2 separate regions of the Zea mays genome follow, and region 2 is linked to region 1. The links are chromatin contacts, called in public Hi-C maps. All regions are on one chromosome and are shown on one strand. Each heading gives the region's core, a stretch centred on a gene start, on an enhancer-like site or on the middle of the called end of the contact. The rest is flanking DNA. Distances are from core to core; before and after follow the strand shown.

Region 1 (3,363 bases), core at 480-2,979:
ATTTCTGGGTCTATCATCTACCCTACCACAGAGCCTGTCCTCTCCCATTGGAATTGCTTCTGCTGCAACTCATAGTAACCAGGCTCCCCTTGGTGAGATCAGCCACTCTCTTAGTCGGATGAATAGGCATGTGAATTATGGTTTTCAAGGCTTGGGTGCTATTCATCCCCATTCTCTTCCTGATGTTCACAATGGAGCAAATAATGGCACCCCTTACAATCTGAACACCATCACACCTGTTGGTGTCAATAAGAACTCAAGAACAGCTGAAGCAGTTGACAGCAGACATCTTCATAAAGTGGGTTCTGGCAATCTCAATGGGCACTCATTTGATCGTGCCGGTGAAGGAGTTGTAAAGTGGTGGTGATGAACACATAATTCACACAGGTGAGATAGTCAAATGATGAATATATGCACCCTGGAAGGCTGCTACTAATTACACATTCCTTGAACCTTCCTGTAAAAGCTTAGTATGAAAGATGTAAGCTTTATTTGAAGGCAAGAACACATGGAGATTTTTTTCCTGGCGGAGTATAGACCTGTGCTCCTCTTTCGTCCACGGACGCTCTTGCGCCGTTCCTGCATGGCCTTGAAGCAACTATTCCCCACATCAGCATCAGTGCCGCTCTTCCATTCTTCGCGTCAGTGCCTGGCTGCCTGCTCCCTCCTCCTCTATCCTTGGGGTGTGGCGGCGGCGGCTCCAGATCCCTCGGGCGTCGCTACAGATGACTCCTCTCCAGTGTAGCGTGAGAGCGGGATTCGGCCGACCTGAATAGCGGCCACGTCCTCCACCAGCGCTTCGTAGTGTCGCCGCACCTCCTCCTCCGTCCGCGTCGAGCGAGGATCACGAATTCACGAGATCTGCTCGGATGATAGAAAGGAGGGGCGGAGGGTTTGCTACCTGGAGTAATCGAGCTTGGGTGTGGACTTCTTCTCGACGCCGAGGACAACGATGTTCGTGCTGCGGACGGCCTCAAGAGCGTACTCCACCTAGAAGATGTGGCCGCCATTGGCTGTGGGGCCGCCATGCCTCCAGTGGTGCTGCCCGACAAGGAGGCTGGGTATTTGAGGGATTATCGGCGAAGCATCATGACTCCCGACGAAACAGGGGTTGCGACTAGCGCGGTGGACGTTGCTGGGGGCCGCCTGATGCTGGCGGTGGCTGCTGCCTGGGGGCAGCGGCAGAGCTCATGATCGTCGAGACCTTTGATACCAGATTGGTAGGAGCCACGTTCTCTATACCGATGATATGTTTCCGTTGCAACGCACGGGCATCCACCTAGTAGTTAAATTAAATGTGAAAGTGTCCAGCATAACACTTCCTAATGACAAAATGACAAAGGGAATATTAGCGCCCAGGACAAGCGGTAATCCGGCGAAACATCCGCGAATGGGACAGCATCCCGTGGGCGCGCTTGGCGACTGGCCCAGCGTCCAGGGCTGCCCGAATTATTGCAGACCCCTTTGACGGGTTGACCACGGCGGCGCCGCCGTTGCTGGCCCCGTCGCTGCCGACTTCGCCCCGGCGCCTCCCCGGAACGACCTCCCACGTGGTGGGCCCTCCCCCGCGTTCCACCTGTTTTCTCCGTTGACAGCGCATCGAGCCTTGCACTGCCCCCACTTTCCAGTGTCACTTGCGTAACTCACCTCGCTGGGTGGGGCCCACCGGGAGCCCCGTGCGCCGCGCGCGCGCGAGGGGTCAAACTACCGCCGCGTTGTCGCGCTCATCGTCGCCGCGTGCTGTGGTCTGCTGCTCCTGCTGCTACCCCTCAATCTCCCCGCACCGCACCTCACCTCCCCCAGCTCCTCCTCTTCCTCTAATTGCTACACGCTTTCGAGGCTAGGGTTGCCTCGTCCTCCTCGCTGTCCACATGGCGCGAATCCTCATGCGGCTCCTCCTCCTCGCCGCGGCGGCGGCGGTGGCGGCGGGGGACGGCTGCCTCAACTCCGGCTGCGTCGCGCTGGGCTCCTACCTCGTCGCCCGGAACCAGAACCTCACCTACATCGCCAGCCTCTTCGGCATCGGCGACTACCACGCGCTGGCGCGCTACAACCCCGGCACCACAAACCTGGACTACATCCAGGCCGGCCAGAGCGTCAACATCTCCTTCACCTGCGGCTGCCACACGTTCCCCAACTCGGACGCCACCTACCTCGGCGGCTCCTTCCCGCACAAGGTTGTCACCGGCGACACCTACGGCGGCATCGCCCAGAACTACAACAACCTCACCTCCGCCGCCTGGCTTGCCGTCACCAACCCGTATCCCACGAACAACATCCCCGACACCAACACCGTGGTGAACGTCACGGTCAACTGCACCTGCGGGGACCCGAAGATCTCGTCGGACTACGGGTTCTTCCTCACCTACCCGCTCATGGGCCAGACCCTCGCCGCCGTCGCCGCCAACTACAGCTTCAACTCGTCGTCGCAGTTGGACCTGCTCCGCAAGTATAACCCCGGCATGGACACCGCTACATCCGGGCTCGTTTTCATCCCCGTCAAAGGTGAGCGCTGCTGCTGGCACTCCCAAGTCCCAACCAGAAACCGGTTCTATGCCCATTAATTAAGGTACCAACTAATCAAAAAGATGATATGACACTTTAAGTAAATAAGAGATACGGAGAAATGATTTCTTATTAAAAAAATATGTCTACACGAACCAATACATTAAGATGTGATTGGTAGATGAGCGGAAAGCCGGAAATAATATATGTAATTGGAAAAAAGATTATTTTGTCCATCGAGAATTCGGGAACATAGTTCCTCTGTGTGGGTTCTAGCATTGTGACTGCCCTAACATCATTTGTGTGATGTCAGTTGTGGAGGATTCAGTTCAATTTTATCGTAGTTTAGCACTTTAGCCATAAATGTAGGAGTTCTCCTGGCTATTAGTAGTTCACAGAATTGTGGGTGTTTTGCGCCCAACTGAACAGAATGGTAACCTAGGCTGCTAGCTTTGACTGGAGGTGTTTTCTTCATAGCTTGCTGTCAGGTGGTTGATAGGGTGCATGGATTGATTCGGCCTTGCTTCATGAAGGAAGGGGGATTTGCATTAGCTAACATTCCTGTATACTGTCGCATTGACTGCGTTTGTCTGTTTGCAATTAGATGAAGAACCCACTGAATCTGTTATGTCACTGTAGTTGCATTCCTAAATTGTTTGGTGTTTCATGCATGCTACCAATTCCACTTGTTGGTTCATGGCATCTCTTCATGAATAGTTACATATCAAGTAAAAGATTCCAGGTCTCGATATACAAATCCCCTTAAAATCCTCTATGCATCTGCACATGTCTCATAGTATGCAGTTGCAGGGTTGGCTTGATTCTGTGAACTGCGGCTATTTTGTTACATTTTAACTT
Region 2 (3,269 bases), core at 337-2,836, 290 kb after region 1:
AAATATACGGTCATCTACTCTCTCTAGCAACGTCCTTTAAATAGTACTCTAAATTTAAAGAACTCTTCGGATTTTCTATATAAACTGTCCTCTATCTATCAAATATTTTAAACAACTGATTTAGCAAAACTAAAATATTTACATTACATTTGAGAGTATAAAAAATACGTATGTACAAAAATTTAAAAATATCTCTAATATAGATATTTGCGTATAGAGAGAACATGATTTAGAGAATGTTGTTTGAGAGAAAGAAGATATACTGGATGAAATATTTTAGAGGAGATTGTAAAGTATGAGTATAAAAGATAGATATAGAGGATGTTGGCGGAGACAAAAAAAAGGTGTTCCTAGGCAGGAGTAATATATACTTGGCAAATGGAAAAGTGATGTGACGACAAAATACTTTTACAAGCCCACCTACCAACAAAAATGAGGATGTGAAGATACAAACATGCTCAATTTAAGCAATACAACTTAGGTCCTAAGAAGTTTATGGTTTACCAGATAAAAATATACTTTCTTTATCTCAAATTATAATTCGTTTGACTTTTTTTTGCCATGATTGACCGGTTTGTCCATTTCAATTTTATTTTTTTTGAAAAAAATGAAAAATTCAAAGCCATATCTAAAGCACATTACATGCTAAACAATATTACAACAAAACTAACAGTAATTATGTTTTTTGAATAATATAACCCGATCAAACTTATGATAAAAAAGTCAAACGAATTATAAATTACAATAGAGTAAGTATATTGTATATAGCAAAAAAAGTTCTACCAACCCACTTATATGTAACATATAAAAAAAATCACATAAGGCCTTTTAGCTATCAAGAAACAATGATATTCTCTCCGTCACAATTTATAATCCGTTTAACCTTTTTCGTCAAATTATGTTGGAAAAAAATCAATGGCATACTACATATAATAATTATTATTATGGAAATTTTTAAATAAGACGATTTGATCAAACTTAAATTTAAAAAGTTAAACGAATTATAAATTTAACGGCTATAGTAGTAGAAAACAATGGGATGGGTAATACGTGCGATGGACTCGAGTGAGGCTATTTTACCGTCCTTACAATATAAGTTCATTAAGTTCACGATTAGTGTAAAAGATGTTGCTAAATAATAATATATTTCATCATCTTAAAATAAACACACGTTTTATACTTAAATGGATTAAATGCATTTAAATTTGACTAAAAATATACCAATTTCAACAACTTAGTTAACTTATTTTTGACTTGTCGAAGCAAGAGATGGACACTTTTTCTAAGACTAAGATATGCCTATTTAAAATTAGTTTGATAACCACATTTTTTCAAAAGATTTCCATTTTTTCAAGAAAAAATTAAGAAAATGGATAAAACCATGACCCTCTCAACAGTAACCTAAAAACGAACCAAACAACCCATGACAAACTTATAACCACCACTACCTACGGACGTGCCACGTCACAAAACAAAAACATTTTGCGAGGTAAACCAAAGTCCAATAATCATCGTCCATTTTTCTCGCTCTCTCGATCACTACTATCATTTGCCGTCTTCCACCCTCCTTCCATTCCGTTCGGATACACCGTCTCGTTTCTCTCTCCTCCCCTCGCCCGTCTTCCCTCCTGTGCGAGCTCAGCTCACGGTCCTCCCACCCCCACGAGCGCCTCCGCGGCGAGGAAGAGATAATCAGCAGGCGGAGCGGGGGGCGCGCCGATGGATCTGGAGAGGCCGCCGCCGGCGTCGGCGGCGGAGGCGGCCGGGGCCGCGGCGTGCTCCATCTGCCTGGATCCGGTGCTCGCCTGCGTCGCGGGCCGGTCCGTCGCCAAGCTGCAATGCGGACACGAGTTCCACCTAGGTCAGATTCCTCGCGGCTACGGGCTTTCGTCATACAGATCTGCTTGTGATGGTTGCTTTGGTCGGTCGGGTAACGTGCGCCACGGGCGCAATTTGCCGTAACTGAGGAATTCTGGTGGGGTAGCTTTTCTAGATTTCATAGTGTCAGCGACGTGGTTCAGACTTGAATAACGGAGATGTTTGGGCACATACATGTTGGGATGATGCTGATGGGGTGAGAACTGCACGTGTAAGAGTAAGTAGAGCGGTTCCCTCTATTGATAATCAGAGGCTTTCAAGTAGGCGAGCAGATGGAGACGAGTTTATCGTTGACAAGGCACAACTCATCGCCGCGAAAGACAACATGGAAAAAAGTGTTTTTCAAAGTGTCTTAGATTCTGGAGGTTGTTGCGAATGGAGGAGTTACACCAAGATATCAAAAATGTTTGTCGTGCAATGGAAGTGGTGGCAATGGACATCTTCGCAACATATGGTTGACGACACAATGCTAAATTGAGGCTTCTTAGTTTCTTTTTGTTCATGAGAAATTGTGTTATGATGTTTTTACTTTAGTTGGGTTGAGTATGTTGATTGTACTATGAAGCCCAAAGTTTTAAAATCCCCTCGCTGTGCCCCATCTGCTCCCGGGTTACGTCCTGCACGCCACCCTCTGCCTGGCCCATTGCAGAGTGGGCGGTGACGGCCCGCTAGTGATGGGGGCTAGGGTTATGAATTTTCTCGATCAGGACCATGTTTCAGTCTCTTTTTAATATAATACCGGGAGGGCGGTCTTTCCCTCCCCGGCCGATTTTTTATTATTGGGTCTGCCTTGCCCTTACGTGACTCATTCTTTAGGTGAAAGAAATTGTTTGATGTCTTCAATTGAGCCAAATTGTTATTAGCTGCAAGCATGTAATATGGTTTTCTTGACATCTTATGGGTATCATATCTCCTCTTTCAGTTGTGTCATTCCATCAAACATTTTATATTTGGTCCTCTCGTAAGGTACCTTTGCATAAGAATTTAGCGCAGCAGCTTAGTTCCCAGTTATTACTGAGAGAGACTATAAAATTCCTTATTATAAGCCTCGGCTTACAGCTTAGTTTAGCTGCAATATCTTCTTTTGCACTCGTCGCCACGGCCCACGGGTAACTTATATTTCCTTATTACGGTTACAGAATTATTGCAATTTCAATCACAAATTCACAATGTACTTCACTAGCTTCAGGTTCCTAACAAGTCTATGGAATCTGCAGAGTCATGAATTATCCCAAGCTAATGGTAACAGGGGATGCAGCGTAAATTGAAGCCATATGCATCCTTGATGCAAAAGGCTGGAAAATGTTTTTTCCATTATAAAAAAGAGTAGAGTGGTTCCCGAATAATTGGAGCCACAGGTCCGACAGGCGAATCCATAAGCTTGAATTTAG

The links. A called contact is a pair of places that touch in the nucleus more often than the background predicts.
Region 2: a Hi-C map of ear shows a contact between it and region 1, with 2.0 times the contacts expected there. The contact joins the promoter of LOC100194362 here to the promoter of LOC100279924 in region 1. A contact is called at or near these places in 3 of 25 Hi-C or Micro-C datasets (ear, leaf and tassel).

Annotation. Positions count from the first base shown.
Region 1 is chr1:200,230,520-200,233,882 of Zm-B73-REFERENCE-NAM-5.0, forward strand. It overlaps LOC100279924, which reads left to right and starts at 1,730. Exons shown (of 11, transcript NR_174154.1): 1 at 1,730-2,505. It overlaps LOC109943719 (a long non-coding RNA gene), which reads left to right. Exons shown (of 2, transcript XR_002266799.1): 2 at 1-265.
Region 2 is chr1:200,522,414-200,525,682 of Zm-B73-REFERENCE-NAM-5.0, forward strand. LOC100194362 (putative RING zinc finger domain superfamily protein) reads left to right here and starts at 1,587. Exons shown (of 6, transcript NM_001139397.1): 1 at 1,587-1,861. The coding sequence starts at 1,720.